Regions from separate parts of the Mus musculus genome. Here regions 1, 2 and 3 are each linked to region 4. Evidence: chromatin contacts called from public Micro-C and promoter capture Hi-C data. All regions are on one chromosome and are shown on one strand. Each heading gives the region's core, a stretch centred on a gene start, on an enhancer-like site or on the middle of the called end of the contact. The rest is flanking DNA. Distances are from core to core; before and after follow the strand shown. Region 1 holds the start of Capn2 (calpain 2). Region 2 holds the start of Degs1 (delta(4)-desaturase, sphingolipid 1). Region 3 holds the start of Trp53bp2 (transformation related protein 53 binding protein 2). Region 4 holds the start of Enah (ENAH actin regulator).

The links. Promoter capture Hi-C pulls out the DNA fragments that hold promoters and counts their contacts. A called contact is a pair of places that touch in the nucleus more often than the background predicts.
Region 1: a contact with region 4 is called in a promoter capture Hi-C map of embryonic stem cells, with 6 times the contacts expected there. The contact joins the promoter of Capn2 here to the promoter of Enah in region 4. A contact is called at or near these places in 5 of 39 promoter capture datasets (the 3T3-L1 cell line, 3T3-L1-derived adipocytes, embryonic stem cells and 1 more), 1 of 484 Hi-C or Micro-C datasets (the HL-1 cell line) and 3 of 115 datasets of contacts at active chromatin or transcription factors (embryonic forebrain, fetal liver and pancreatic cancer cells).
Region 2: a contact with region 4 is called in a Micro-C map of embryonic stem cells, with 2.6 times the contacts expected there. The contact joins the promoter of Degs1 here to the promoter of Enah in region 4. A contact is called at or near these places in 3 of 484 Hi-C or Micro-C datasets (cardiomyocytes and embryonic stem cells), 2 of 115 datasets of contacts at active chromatin or transcription factors (both in embryonic stem cells) and 1 of 9 other capture datasets (pancreatic islet).
Region 3: a contact with region 4 is called in a Micro-C map of embryonic stem cells, with 3 times the contacts expected there. The contact joins the promoter of Trp53bp2 here to the promoter of Enah in region 4. A contact is called at or near these places in 5 of 39 promoter capture datasets (the 3T3-L1 cell line, embryonic stem cells, frontonasal cranial neural crest and 2 more), 2 of 484 Hi-C or Micro-C datasets (both in embryonic stem cells) and 1 of 115 datasets of contacts at active chromatin or transcription factors (astrocytes).

What each region holds. Positions count from the first base shown.
Region 1 is chr1:182,515,921-182,519,553 of GRCm38.p6, forward strand. Capn2 (calpain 2) reads right to left here and starts at 1,690. Exons shown (of 21, transcript NM_009794.4): 1 at 1,198-1,690. The coding sequence starts at 1,434.
Region 2 is chr1:182,281,490-182,285,045 of GRCm38.p6, forward strand. It overlaps Degs1 (delta(4)-desaturase, sphingolipid 1), which reads right to left and starts at 1,312. Exons shown (of 3, transcript NM_007853.5): 1 at 1,133-1,312. The coding sequence starts at 1,214.
Region 3 is chr1:182,407,396-182,410,976 of GRCm38.p6, forward strand. Trp53bp2 (transformation related protein 53 binding protein 2) reads left to right here and starts at 1,772. Exons shown (of 18, transcript NM_173378.2): 1 at 1,772-2,055. The coding sequence starts at 2,029.
Region 4 is chr1:182,018,132-182,021,433 of GRCm38.p6, forward strand. Enah (ENAH actin regulator) reads right to left here and starts at 1,849. Exons shown (of 15, transcript NM_010135.3): 1 at 1,399-1,849. The coding sequence starts at 1,403.

The DNA.
Region 1 (3,633 bases), core at 440-2,939, 500 kb after region 4:
TGTGAGATTCTGCACGTGTGCGCCACAGTGTGCATATGAAGGTCAGAGAAAAATTTTGGGGGAGTTGGTTCTCTTTTTCCAGGTGGGTTCTGCAACAGAACTAAGGTCATTAGAAATGACCACCAAAGCCCTTACTCAATGAGCCATCTTTGTGGCCCCAGGCTTTGAATCTCTCATCCTCCCATCTCCACCTCCTGAGTCCTGGAATGGCAGGCATATATTAGCATGCACCTGATTTTATATGGTGCTTGGGATAGAACCCAGGGCTTCATGCATGCTAAGTAAAGACTACCAACTGAGCTATACCCCCGCTAGTCTCTGGTACTTTCAGACTAGACTCAGTAACAAAAGCAGCCTGGGGGAACCAAGAGGATAGAAGCAGGGTATGAATGTCCATTGTCCTAACAGGAATCTAGAAGTTTAGACTTCCTCTCAGTTCCTGGGAAAAGTCAAGTGAGGGTCCCATGGGCATCCACTGGCGATTGAAACCACAAGGGAACGGGAAGGGCTTAAGGGCAGAGACTCTGAGGGTTAGGACAGGAGTATCTAGGAGTTGAGCAGAGGTTTCCGGGTGAGGACTCTAGGTCAGCAAAATAATGAGTAACAGAATCATTGGAGCCCATCGATTCTTTAAGCTACCCTTCAGTTCTTTAAGTTAAAGAGTCCTCTAACTGCACTTTGAGAGCCAGACAAAACCCACGCTGGATAAATACATGTACTTGCATTTACAAGTGCCACATGTACTTGTGACCACCTTTGTCAGCCAGAGCCAGGCTGTGCCCACCCCTTGCCCCCACCCACCCAGCAGTCCCGAGTCTTCTATCCTACTCTGATATCCCCACCCCCACCCCTACTGCCGAGCAGTGTCTCCACCCTCACTCAGATCACCACTAGAGTCCAGTAAAAGTTTCACCCCAGCGGCCCTGTGTCCCTGCGGCTTTGTGAAGCCGAAGGCAGCCTCCAGGGCGTGTCCACTAATGGGATTTGGGGTCCTGTCCTGCGAAGCGCTCTGCGCGCAGCTTGGGGCAGGTCCACTGGCTGGGCCTCAGTCTGCATAGGGAGTCCCCTTAGCAGCAATCGCGGAGCACTACTAAGCAGGGACTACCGAGCCGGGGAGCCAGGGACTTGCAGCCTCCCGGAACCCCGAGTGCCCTTCCAGGCCCTGCCGGCCCTGCCTGTTCCCCTCGCGCTTCCTACCGTGGGCCGCTTCCATTCGATGCCCCGAGTTTTGCTGGAGTAGGGCCCCAACTCCTTATAGCCCAAGGATGACGGCAGGGCGGGGAAGGAAGGATCCTGGAAGAGCGCCCCGGCCTCCAGGCACTCGTTCCGCAGCGTCTCGTAGTCCTGGTTGAGGTACTTGATGGCTCTCTCATGCGACCCCAGCCCCTCGGCCGCTTCGCGGTCCTTGGCCAGCTTTATCGCGATGCCCGCCATGGTAGCGATCCGGTTGGCGCACTGCACGGAGAAAGGGGTCGCGGAGAGGCGGGGCACGGCACTCGGCTGGGGCGCGGCCGGGCCCGGGGCGCTGCAGCGGACTGCGGGAGCCGCTGCTGCGGGGATGATTCACCGGCGGGAAGCGCCTGGGCCGTGCGCGGGGTGTGGCCTCCGCCTCCCCAGGCCTGCTCGGCGCCGGGCTCCGGACGCGGCTCGCCGGCGACCTGCACAGTGCCAGCCCGACCGTGAGGACTACGGGGCCGATGCTGCCACCTTCGGACGGCTCTCGGGATGGCGCGGCCCGGTGGGGAGGGCGAGCGGGGGGTGTTGGGGGGACGACAATCGCAAGTTGGGGAGCGAAGTTGTCAAACCCCAGCCATTGGGGAGTAAGGCTGGGCGAAACTCAGCAATGACTGTCCAGAAAACATCGGATGAGTCAGGAGCGGATGAGGGAGGGAGCGCGGCGACTAAGCCAGTTGCCACTCATTGGGCTCAGGATCGAAAGAGAGCTCTGCAGGCTCTGGGCACACATGTTACCTACCACCCCCAAATTTGTGAGAAATGGCTACTGGTGTGTCCATCTTACAGATGAGAAACTGAGCTCCAAAGAAGTTCAAAGATGTAACCCCTACAAATTAAAGCAAGACAGGAATTTTAGGGTCCCAGGGCCTCTGCAGTTACTTATTTGTGCATAAGTAGGGCTGTACAATTTGACAAAAACAAAAAACAAAAAAACAAAAAAACAAAACAAAACAATCCATGCTTGTTAAATCTAAATTTCAAGAAAAGGGGCTGGGGGATTGTGTGGTTTTAGCATACGTAGCCCTCAAATATCACCCGAGGCAAACCTGTGTTAGAATAATAATGTGATGCTTATCTAAAACTCAGATTTACCTGGGATGATTTATTGAGTTGCTGCTGGGACACCATTTAGAACAGAGCCCCTGTTGGTGGCCTGTACCACCGCTCTGTCCAATGAAAGTTTTCGCTGCCACTCACACACACAGAACTGGGCGGGCTTGTGCTATGAATGGTTTAAAGCACGGGTTCTCAACTGGAAGCAACCCGCACGCACCAATGTGACCCTAAAGGTTTTTGACCCTAACTGCAGACTTTCCTCATATTGTCACAACTGGGACAAAGGAGGCTCCTGGCCTCTACTGGGTGGAAGCCAGGTGCTACTAAAGGATGGTCGGGCGGAGGGCATCCCTCTACAGAGAGAACAGGAAGAAAAGTGCAGTCTGAAAGATCTCTGTGCCAGGCTGAGAAACCCTGGTTTGAACCTCATCTTGGTTCAGCATTGATGGTTTCTGAGATAGTTTGTAACTCTGTCAGTTGCAGGAAATTGTAGCAACTTGAAATATCAGTGATATGCAAATGACTGTTCCTGGAAGAATCAAAGTGTCTGTCTCCCTGTGGCAAAGCCAGGGCTTGTCTGTTGATACTGCTACCTCACTATTCTCTCCTGGGCATGGCAGGTGTCTGGGATCTTCCCCCACTTCCCTTTTGAATCCTGAGCCCAGAAAAAATCAGGGTGGGGCCAAAGGAAATCAGATGGTGGGAAAAAATGAACAGCTTCCGGAAAAGAGCCATGAAGCTTAGAAACCACCATGCTGCAAACAAATGCTGGCTGTCGAGCATGGTAGCCCATGTCTTTAAATCCCAACACTTAACATGAAGTGCCTGACGGGCCGCGCCCAGAAGGTTCTACCCAGCAGTAAGCTGGATACATACATGCTAAGGGGAGGCAGGGATGGGGGCAGATCTCCATGAATTCCAGGCCAGCCTGGTCTGCACGGAGTGTTCCAGGCTAGCTAGGGCTATACAACAAGACCCTGTCTAAAAAAACAAAAGTACAAACAAACAAAACATGAGGTGTCTGGTTACTCCATCTGTATTTGTCAAATAAAATCTTTTAAAATGTGTTCATTTGTATCAATATGAAGCCATAATTTTAGCTTTAAGAAAGATTCATTCCTATTTAGCCTCGTTTCTGTATTCTTGTCTTTAACCGGGTGTCTACTGTTGCCCAAGGCTGACTCACTGCTTCACTTGCTCAAACTTCACTTGGGATTCTTTCTTTCCTTAATGGTTCCCCAGATCTGCTTCCCCCAGGATGGCCCACACACAAATGAAACAGAGGGCTTCCAGCCCACTGTCACCAGCTTCTGGGAAGGGGCCAACGATAGCCAGAACATT
Region 2 (3,556 bases), core at 62-2,561, 260 kb after region 4:
AATTTAAGTTCCAGGTCAGAAGTCAGGGGTGCAGCTCAATGGTAGAGAACTTACTAGCACCAGGGATCCCCTGAACGTGAATTCCACTAGAAAAATAAAGTCCATTTGAACGGCAGCTAGTCACTCTGATTTGCGAAACAAGTAATGTCTAAGTTTAGCAACTACTGCAGAAACCAGGGCCTCGCCGCCCCCTCCCCCATTAGGCAAATATTTTTAAGAAAGAGTGTGAAAATGGTGGATATGAGGCAGTTCCTCATATTAAAAGGCCTTTCATTGATTCTCTCAATTAAATCAAAACAAACAAACTAAAACAACTTTCTATATCTAGCACCAAGAAAAGAAAAAAGGCAGACTCTTTGGCTGCAGTCTAATTATGAAGATGTTGGAATCTTCTTAAACATTACTTCATCTTTTAAAATGCCGGCTCAGGCAAAGTACTGGAAAGGAAAAATTGAACTGGTTCATATATGCAAAGCTCATACCCAACAATTTGTCCTTATTCTTAAGAGCAGCCTACGTGGGATAAGAGACCTCTCTATCTCACGTGGAAACCCCCCCTCCGCCCCCCATACTCTCCTAAATCAGGCCTAGCCTGTCCTAAGGTCCGGGAGGCTAAGCTGCGCGCCTTTCCTATGCAGCCGGTCCCGCAGATCACTGGAATAAAAACTCACAGGAGCCATCCGGTCTGGGAAGCCTAGGGTCACCCGAACCTGGTCCCCCGCTAGGCCTGCAGCTGACTGGACCACGTGATTGAGGCTCCCGGGGCCGGGGATGCCCCTGGACCACGCCCTGAGCCAAGCAGGCGTCCGGGCTCGAGCCTACCGCTCCACCAGGAGCGGGGGTCACCCTCGACTGTCGGAGCAGGAGGGGCGAGTCCGGATCGCCCTACCTGGGGACCCTCAGCTCACAGGCCGGCGGAGGCCTCCAACACATGACCATCGAAGGGCTAGCAGCGAGCGGCGGCGCGCTGATCCCTCATCCCTCGGTTCTCCCGCCCGCCCGGAGCCCGCGCCGGCGGCCAAGCAGCGGAGCGGCTGGAAGGGGCCGCGGAGGCCGCGCTCGCACGGCGCGCACGGGAGGCCGCTCAGGGCCCGCACGCGGCCACGCGCACATAACGGGGTCCAGTCTTCACCTAAGATCTCCTTGCGCCGGGCGGCGTGGGGCTGGTCCGTGTAGACCCATTCGAACTCCTCTCGGGACACGCGGCTACCCATGGCTGCGGCCTGTGGACCCGCTCTGCCTCCGGCTCGTGTCCGGACGGCGGCAGCTCGAGGCCCGGCTCTAGTCGATAAGCCGCGGGGACGCGGGCAGAGGCGGGGCCTCAGGCCACGCCCCGCAATGACCACGCCCCTCGTGGGAGGCGATGGGCGGGACCTGGGTCGGCAGCCAAGAACCTTGTAGGCTCACGAAGCCTGGGAAAAGGTGAAAAGAGAAGGAAAGATTTGCGGCTGGATAAGGCTCTCGCTTTAGCGCCTCAGTGGGTGGAGTACATGGGGTGGCTACCTCTCCTTGAGTTCGGAAGATCACTGGCTTTGATTAAGTGGCAACGAGCCCATATTTCGCTTAACTTTTAATAGCAAATTATCTGTCGAGCCCTGTTTGGTTGCCTTCTGGAACTAAAACCTCCAGAGATTTGGAGTGTGTGGCAACTAAAATCTAATTTTTAAAAAAGTTTTTTTTTTCTCTTTGCTTTTCTCTCCCCTCTCTCCCGTCTTCGCCCCTCCTCACCCCTCCCGCCCCATATGTTTGCTTTTGTTTCTTGAAGTAGGTTCTCACTACCTAGCCTAGGTTATCCTCCAGCCGGTGGGCCTGCCCTTGCCTCCCAGTGGAATTTCAGACTTGTCTGAACAATGCAGTAAAGAAAAGGGAAGGGAGAGATGGGGTGGAGTTGGTGGTTCTGATGTTTCCCTACACTAATGGTTGCTCAATCATGCATCTTCCCGTGTCACAGAAGTGATCACCCGCAACTTCCTGTGGGAGGCAGGGGAGATTTGATTTCAAAATGCCTATCATTTCTTCACTTACGAGGTTTAGGGATTAGAGGTGTGGCACAGAGTTGGAGCACGGGCCGAGCAGGTGGATGGACTAAGAGCCCTGGCTTCTCCGTGGAGCCTGGAAGTGAAAGGAACTGCTAATTAAGATTAAGATTACAGGATTAGGGATTAGCAGACCAGATGACTTTCCTAAAGAAGCCAAGTGGTCATGAGTATAAATCAGACACAGACACACACCACTGCACATGCATACCACAACGGGAGAGGTGGGGACACAGAGAGACAGACATCCAAGTCTGACAAGTCTTGGAAGTACAACTGCTCATGTATAGAAAACTACAAACTACAGAGGAATCTGCTAAACTATGGGATACCATCAGCAAGATCTCACTGTAGGAAACGATATGGGAATTTTGTGTTCTCTAATAAAGGAGAAAAAAAAAACCAACAAATTAACAGGGACTTAAAGGATAAACTAGCCAGCTGTGATGTATCAGTCTTATTTATTCTGAAGGGTTAAAATGATGTGATGTTATTTAAAGATCTATCTATCTGGGTGCAGTTGCTTTCAGAGGCCAGAAAAGGGTGTCAGATCCCTTGGAGCTGAGTTACATGCCGTTGAAAGACACCCCACCTTCCATGGGTGCTGGAAACTGAACTCTGCAAGAGCAGTAGGAACTCTTCAAATACGGAACCATCTCTCTAGCCCCTGATGTGATGCTATTTAATTAAAGTATCATCTGGGTAGGTGAAGGTATTAAGAAATTCTTGCCGGGCATGTTAGCCCAGTTGTGTGTGATCCCAACTGAGCAGAAGCCTAAGGCAGAGATCACAAGTTCCAGGATTGCCTTGGTTACAGAGCAAGTGCACCGATAAAACCCAGCCTCCTCCATATACACACACCCAACACAGATAAAAGACTTGAGACAGAGTTCAATGATAAAGTGCCCAGTAAGATGCTGGGTTCAAAACCCACCACCACCAAATAAATAAATTAAACAAATAAATAATAAAAAGAAAAAAACCCAAAACCCCTATGATTTTTTATAATAGTGCTTTTCTCCCAGAGGTTCACACTAAAGGAGAAAATAAGACAACTGAAGTAAAATACATATTCTAGCTATATTGTGTTGTGCTATGCTATGGTACTGCCTAAAACTGTAAAAGGCTGGAGCAGAAAGTGAATTCTGTCCATGACAGGGCCTCTGACTGACACACATATGCCTAGGGCCTGGAGCAACGAAGGCTCTTTAGGGGTATAGCGGCCTGCAGGTTGGGCAACAGACTCCAGCCATGCAAGCTCACACTGGAGTTGGGTGTTTGGTGATGCCGGTGATACTCATGTTCCTGTAAGTATCACCAAAGAAATTGTTGGTGCACTGTTGTAGTTTGAATATGTTTGGCCCAGGGAGTGGCACTATTAGGAGGTGTGGCCTTGTAGGAGTAGGTGTGGCTTTGTTAGAGGAAGTATGTCACTGTGAGGGGTGGGCTTTGAAAGACCTTCCTGGTAGCTGCCTGGAGGTCAATCTTCTCTTGCTTGCCTTCAGAACAAGATGCAGAAC
Region 3 (3,581 bases), core at 522-3,021, 390 kb after region 4:
AACAACAACACAAAAAGAGTTTTTTTTTTTTTTTTTTTTTCTTGTTCTTTTCTTTTTTTCTTCTGGGTGACTGTATGTAGACTGGTTTTATTGTCCATTCAGCTTTGTTTTGTTCATTGATGGATCCACAGTACTTAGAAGACCTACAGTATTTTGATACATTTTACTGAGTAAGTCAAGGTGTGGACTTCCTTTACTTAACCCAGGGTAATTCTAGTTGTATCAGTTTTAATTTCATGTTTAGATAGAGTAGCTGGGATGATAGAGTAGCTGGGATGATGTTAACTGGGAGTTGGATGATTCTTTTTTTTGGGTAAGGGATATGTTAAAATAAAAAAATAATTATTCTTTTATTTGTTGTTTATTTATTTGGAGACAGAGCATGTAGCCCAGGCTGGCCTCAGACTCTTGATACGTCCTGCCTCAGCCTTCTAGTGCTGGGACGACAAACAATAAGTGCTCATTCTTTCTGTTGTGCTTTGTATTAAAACCAGGAGTTTATTCATGTTAAACACTCTATCACTAAACTATGTCTGACTCCAGGGACCCCCCCCCCCCCGTTTACATTTTGAGACCTATTCTGCTAAAGCTGCCCTGGGAACCCTTAAATTTGGGATTTTCCTGCCTCAGCATTCTGAGTACCTGGGGATATAGATCTGTGCCACACACAGGTCAATTTATATTTAATTTTTATAAAAGTGTCATTTGAGGTAAGGTCTTACTCTTTCAGCTCAGGCTGGCCTGGAACTCACTGCAATTCTCCTGGCTCAGCCTCCCAAGCGCTGAGATTACTAGTGCACGCTACCACATTCAGCTGGCTCCATTCTTGAAGCTGTATACATTCTGGTGCTTCATTTCATTTCGTTTTGGGGACTCTTCTGTCCTCTGATTCCAAATGAGCTTGCACGGGTTACTTGACGTGAAATGAGCTTCGTGGAGTTAGTGTTCCTGAAGCCTATGTCTCTCTGGATAATGGACTCGACTATCTGCCTCCCTATCAAAGCGAACTACTGCCAATTTCCCAGCGTGAGCTTCGACGGCTCCAAAAAATGGTCCTTGTGTTAAAAGTGTTTACAGGTCGTGATGAGCTGAAGAGCGCCCCAGAAAGCTGTTTTTACCCATTTTCAAATCCTTTGAGCGTGCTGTTCAAAACACAGGGAACCCCCCCACTTCTCAACACTGAAGGGCTTTTCCCTTCTTACATTATAGAAGTAACAGGCCATTCAGAGGGGGGTCTTGGACATCGCCTGAGGGATGAGGACAAATCCGAGAGCGCCTTCTGTCAGGAACGTGCTCCGGCCCGGCGGACTCGCAGGTCTCCATCTTGTGGGGCGCTCGGATCCCTCAGGGCGCCCTGAGTCAGGTGTGTGAGGCGGCGCCGCCCAGGCCCCTCGGCGTCCGGCGCCTTGTGGCTGGTTCATGGTTCCTAAGGCAAAGGGCTCAACTCTCTTGAGCAACTCGGAACCGCCAAGGAGGTGAGGGACACAGCCCTGGGCTCCATCCCCGCGTTTTACGATTATTGTTCTCCTGCGGCGCCGCCCTCCCGTGCCTTGGCTCCGCCTGGAGGCGCGTTCAGGAGCAGCTCCGCCGCCTGCATCTTCCTCCCTCGGAGCAAAGGTTCCCGCCCCCTCTGGCACCGCCCCCAGCATCTGCGCATGCGCCTTCGCCGCCCGGTTGGCGCTCCGCTCCCCCTTACCTCAAGCCTTGGGGCGCGCCGCGGGCGGGGCTTCGTGGGGGGCGGGGCCAGCGCGCCTCGGTGGGGGCCCGGCCGGGATTAGTTGGTTTCGGCGAGAAGGAGGAGGAGGAGGTGGGAGTCGCGAGCGCCGAGACAAAGCCGCGTCCCGGAGACGGGCGAGGGGATTGGGCCCCGGACTCGGTGGCGTCCCGGTCCGCTGAGGGGACTCCAGCGCCGCTGCCTCGCAACAGGTCGGCCGCCGGGCGCGCGGCCTCGTTCTCGCTTGGCTTCCCCGGGCCCGCGACCCTCGGGTCACTTCTGCTCGGCCAGGCCGCCGCCAGACCCCCGCTTCCATGCGGTTCGGGTCCAAAATGATGCCGGTAAGCGGGTGGGCGTGCTGGGGCCCGGAAGTGTACAGGGCGGGGGGGCCGGGTCAGCGGAGCCGGTGGAGCTTCGGGCTTCGAGGCTCTGAGGCTCCGTCCCTCTGGGTCCCCGCGACGGTCGCGATGCTGCCCCGCAGGCAGTGCGGCAGCCCGGGCCGCTGCTCCAAACTTTGCTTCTCGGATGAGACCTTTGGGGAAGCTTGTTTTGAAGGTCAAGAGCCGGGGAACCTTGTTCTTAGCCTATTTCTTTGAATTGTTTTGAGGCTTTTTACTGAAGTGAAGCATAGCGCTTGAAAAGGCTTGCCTTTCTTTTTCTTTCTGCCAGTTTTTTTTTTTTTTAACTTGAATTTCGATCTGATGTTGGTGATAGCAGCCATGTCACCCTATCTATCTCTTTGTGGAAACAGGTTTTAGTAAATGCAGCCTTGAAAGTTTTAGTTCAGAGGAAAACTTCAGTGCCCCGCTCCCCCAGCTTTTTTTCTGCAAGACCTCTAAGAAAGATGAGTGAATTCTTTTGGCATCTGACTTGGCCAGCGTCACAGGTGACTTGCAGGTTGAATGGAGGTGTTTCTGAAAAGCCCCCTTAGCAAGCACAAGATCTGACTGGTTATGGTGGCTCCTGCAGCCGTGTATTTATTTCCTCGTGGGTGTTGTATTTGTTCTCCTCTCAAGCAGGATTAATCGCAGTCAACCTAAGTCCTTTTTTAAAAAATAATTTTTATATATTCTTTGAAAGGTCACGTATTTTAGCCATATCCATCCCTAAACCCCTCATCAACTCACGTTCTTATCGCATCACTTGTTTAAGAAAACAAAACGATAAAAACTTAAAACAACTTAATTTTTTTGCTTTTATAAAATCCAAGAAAGAGTGTTAAAATTTGTGTTTCAATGTTCTATTTTGTTTTGGTTTTTTTGTAATTACACGTGCAGAATATACTATACTGTCTCTTTGCCCCTTTGCGTTGTGGAGGGTGTTCCTAAATTTTTCTAGGTTGGACACATATATAATATTTTGGTTATTAGGTTATTAGGTGGCTTGGGATGGTTACAATTGCTAAGAGTCAAGAAATTTGGAATTACTAGCATTTTGTAACTAATGGTTTAGTCTCATTTATTAAGTTAGGGCTGTGATGTGAATATCTTAAAACGCATACCTTGGTTATGATAGACTGTTTTGTTAACTTTTTTATTCCTGTGTTTTTATCTCACTGTTGTGAAAAAACCTTTGCAGCTTGCCATCAGCTTCCCCTGAACAGAGAAAGGAAAAGAATAGGTGGTTTTAATTGCAGGATGATTTCTTCCTGAAAGATCAGTTTAAATCAAGGTATCCTTTGTTTTTTTTTTTTTTTTTTTTTTTGTTTTATGTAGGGGTGTTTTTCTCCAAACCACATAGCAGATGATCAGAATTCTTGTAAAAAGTTATTGAATCTTGGGACTAAAGTCACTTCAGCAAGTCTGGTGGCTTTGACTGCTTTCCTGGTGTCAGAGTAGACTTACTAGGAAAGGTGTAGTGTGCATGC
Region 4 (3,302 bases), core at 599-3,098:
CAAAAATCTAACACTAACATAAAGATCTGTCACCCAGAATCAGAAAAATTCATAGTAAGCTTAAGTAAACACAGCACAAAAATATACTTAAAATTGTAACGGGTCTGTGTTCAACCCTGATTTTTTTTTTTTTTTTTGAGGAGGGGGATATAAAAGCTAAAGTTTCAAACAGAAATAAGGGGGGAAATTCCAATGACAAGATTTTCAGGCCAAAGAGAAGGAATTTGAAGATATTATTCAAATCTCATTTCATTACATTATAAAGGTCTTGGCAACCGTCGGCCATTAATCTTTAACACAAAGGAGATTCAAATCCAAATGAACTGAAAGACTATCTCGGGAGGGAGGAAGAAACGGAGGAATTTACTTCATCCACAATTGTTTAACCTAAAAGGGAGGCCTTTAAGGATGAGTACGCAAAATGCATCAGCCTTCAGTCTACGAGGTCCTATTTCTCACTAAGTCTTGCACCAATCCAAAAGCGGGAGGTTATGGACACAAAACAACCTTAGGAAAGGCTTGGGGTGGGTGGTCGCCAATGAGTGACACACCACATCATGGTTTATTCTCCTACACAACTGGAGAGACAAAAATTAAAAAACATCACACCATATGTTTCACCGTATCAATCAAAAAGCATTTCACCACGGTACATCCAAGACTTTCCTTTGGGGCTGAAAAATAAATAAATAATTGTATTGATTACAGAGGAAGGGAAACGCGGCCGCTTCTGCTGCAATGCAACACAGGCTGCTACGAACCGGAGAGAAGGGCTTTCCAAACAAAACCCTCCCCCGCCCGGGCTTACAAACCTCAACCAACTTATCCCAGCCTCACACTGTCCCCCGCCAGAGGAAACCTAGTAAATGCTCTCCCTTCCCCCACCATCGAGAAATGTTCACCTTTCCCCGCTCCTCCGCTTTACCCCTACCAGAGGCACTTTATTCCCCGCAGAGATTTCAAACCTTCCAAACTTTCCTCCCCACCCCCCTTTTAATTAAACACTAGAGCTTTGTACTAAAAGTGCAGAGAATTTTTACAGATGTACGGAAAATACCTGTTTCTCGGCAACGAGCACGCTACGACTACCGAGCCCCTCCCCATCTCCTGGGTTTCGTTAACCCAGGCTGGGGGAGGGAGGGAGGGAGCTGGCATATTGAATTGAGGAAGGGAAATCCTGGGTAAAAGAAGAGCATCGGAGGGGGACACCGGGAGGAGCCCCCTCCCCCAAATCAGAGCGGCTGGGCAGGGCAGCTGGACCGGAGAAACCCGAAGGGACAAAAGGGAGCGAGAAAGAGCCGGGAGAGCCGAGCCGGCGCCGCGGGCCGGGGCAGGCGGGTCCGCGCAGAGCGGTCGCGGCGCCGCGGCACAATGGCTGGCGGCCCGCGCGCCCCTCACCTCATGGTGCCGGCGGCGCCGAGGCTTCCCCGGCGCGGGAGCCGCCGAGCGGAGGGTCTCTTCTCAGGCGGGGAGGCGGACGCCGCGGGGACGCGCGAGCAGAGGCGGCTCCGGCTCCGGCGGCCGGGCTACACCATCTCCGCGCGCAGAGGCGAGGCGCCGGCCCGCCGAGCGCGAGCGACCACGGGCTGGGGACGGGGCACGGGGCCGAGGCGCCGAGCGGGTCCCCGGCGGCCGCCGCCTCCTCCGCCTGCGTCGCCGCCTCCTCCCCGCCGAGCCTCGTCCGCCGCTTCAGACGGGAGCCGCCGGGGCCGCGCGCCCGTCCGTCCGTCCGTCCGTCCGCCCGCCCGCCGCTCCAGAGGCCGCTCCGAGCGCGCCGCCGTCACCGCCGCCGCCGAGGCCGTGAGGAACCGGCAGCTGCTGCAGCCGCGGGAGGAGAGCCGGGCTCGCCGCGGGGCGCCGGGGGCGGGGCGGCGGAGGAGCACGCAGGCGCCGCCCTCCTCCCGCCGCCCCCGCCGCTCCCGCTTCGCCCGCTCCCCTCCCCCTCCCTCCCGGGGCGAGGGGCGTTGCGCACGAGGGGGCTGCGGGGCGGCGGCCGAGGCGAGGCGGCGGTGCGGCCACGGCCCTTTGTTGCCGCCCACCCGGCTCCGCGCCCCCCGCGGTCGGAGGGGGGCTCGGCGCCCGCTCTGCCCTTGACCGCGCTCTCCTGCCGCGGCCTTCCCGCAGCCCGGAGGCTGAGGTGAGGAGCGAACCGCGGTGGGGGGGTTGGGGGGGGCGTGACGAGCCGGGCGCGATCGCGGAGAGGACCAGGGCGCGCGGGCCGGCATCCCCCTCTGCGCGTCCCCGCCGCGATGTGATTCCCTCCCACCCACCCCCACCCGTGGGATGTAGGCGGGATGTAGGAGAGTTCCGAACACGCAAAACGTGGCCATCGTCGTCCCCCGGATTCCCGAGGACCCCCGAGCGTGCTGGACCTGGGGATCCGGCCGACGCGCGCACAGTACTGGGATGACTGCACAAACACACGCGCGCATAAACGCGCACACACACACACACACAGCTAACGCATCGGTGTCGGGAAACGCGGTGGCCCGAGGCACGCGGAACCCTGTGCAGCCGCGAGAGACGCAGCCCGTGGAACCCTTTCTGTCGTCACCAGCTGAAAGGGAATCCCGGCCGGGGGCGGGGAGGGATGGAAACTGAGGATAATTTTAAATGCTCTGTCTTTCACCTAGTCTGGAGCTCACCTCCTTGAGAAGGTAGATAGAAAATACTAACGCAGCGAATGGTTTAGTCAGATGGTGCAGGAGGCCTCTGAGAAGCCCGAATTTGGGGCGGGGGGTGTAGAATGAAAAACAGCAAATCCAATGATCTAATAAAATTTTTTAAAAACTGAGAGCCCGCTTTCGTGCGCAGTATACAGATGCCTAGACTAGGTTAGAAAGGGTTTTTGCAGCTACCCGATTTCTATTACATCCAAAATGGAGGACCTAGCAATACTGCAGGAATCCATTCAAAAGTTTGATGTTCCATATAAAATGAGCTGCGGTTCTAAAGATACTTATGAAAGCTGGCATTCTGGGCACTTTCAAATGACAAGCTAACGTATCCTATCCATCCTTGGTCAATGCCTGAATTGTCTGGAGAACAGTTTAACCTGTTTTAACTATGAAAAGCCTCCTGGTTTCAGAGCTCAACAAAGGCGGTTTGCTTTTTGGAAGGAAGCCCTGCAAGAAGCAGTGACCTAGAGCTGTGGCACAGGACCAGGGTGGCCTCGGGTAGTAAAAAGCACGGTGCCTCTGCTCTAAACATGGTGTACTTGAAGAACACTAATTTCCACCCACATAGCTAATTACAGCTTGCCATCACAGAGCATTTTATTCAAGGATCTCCAAGGACTGAAG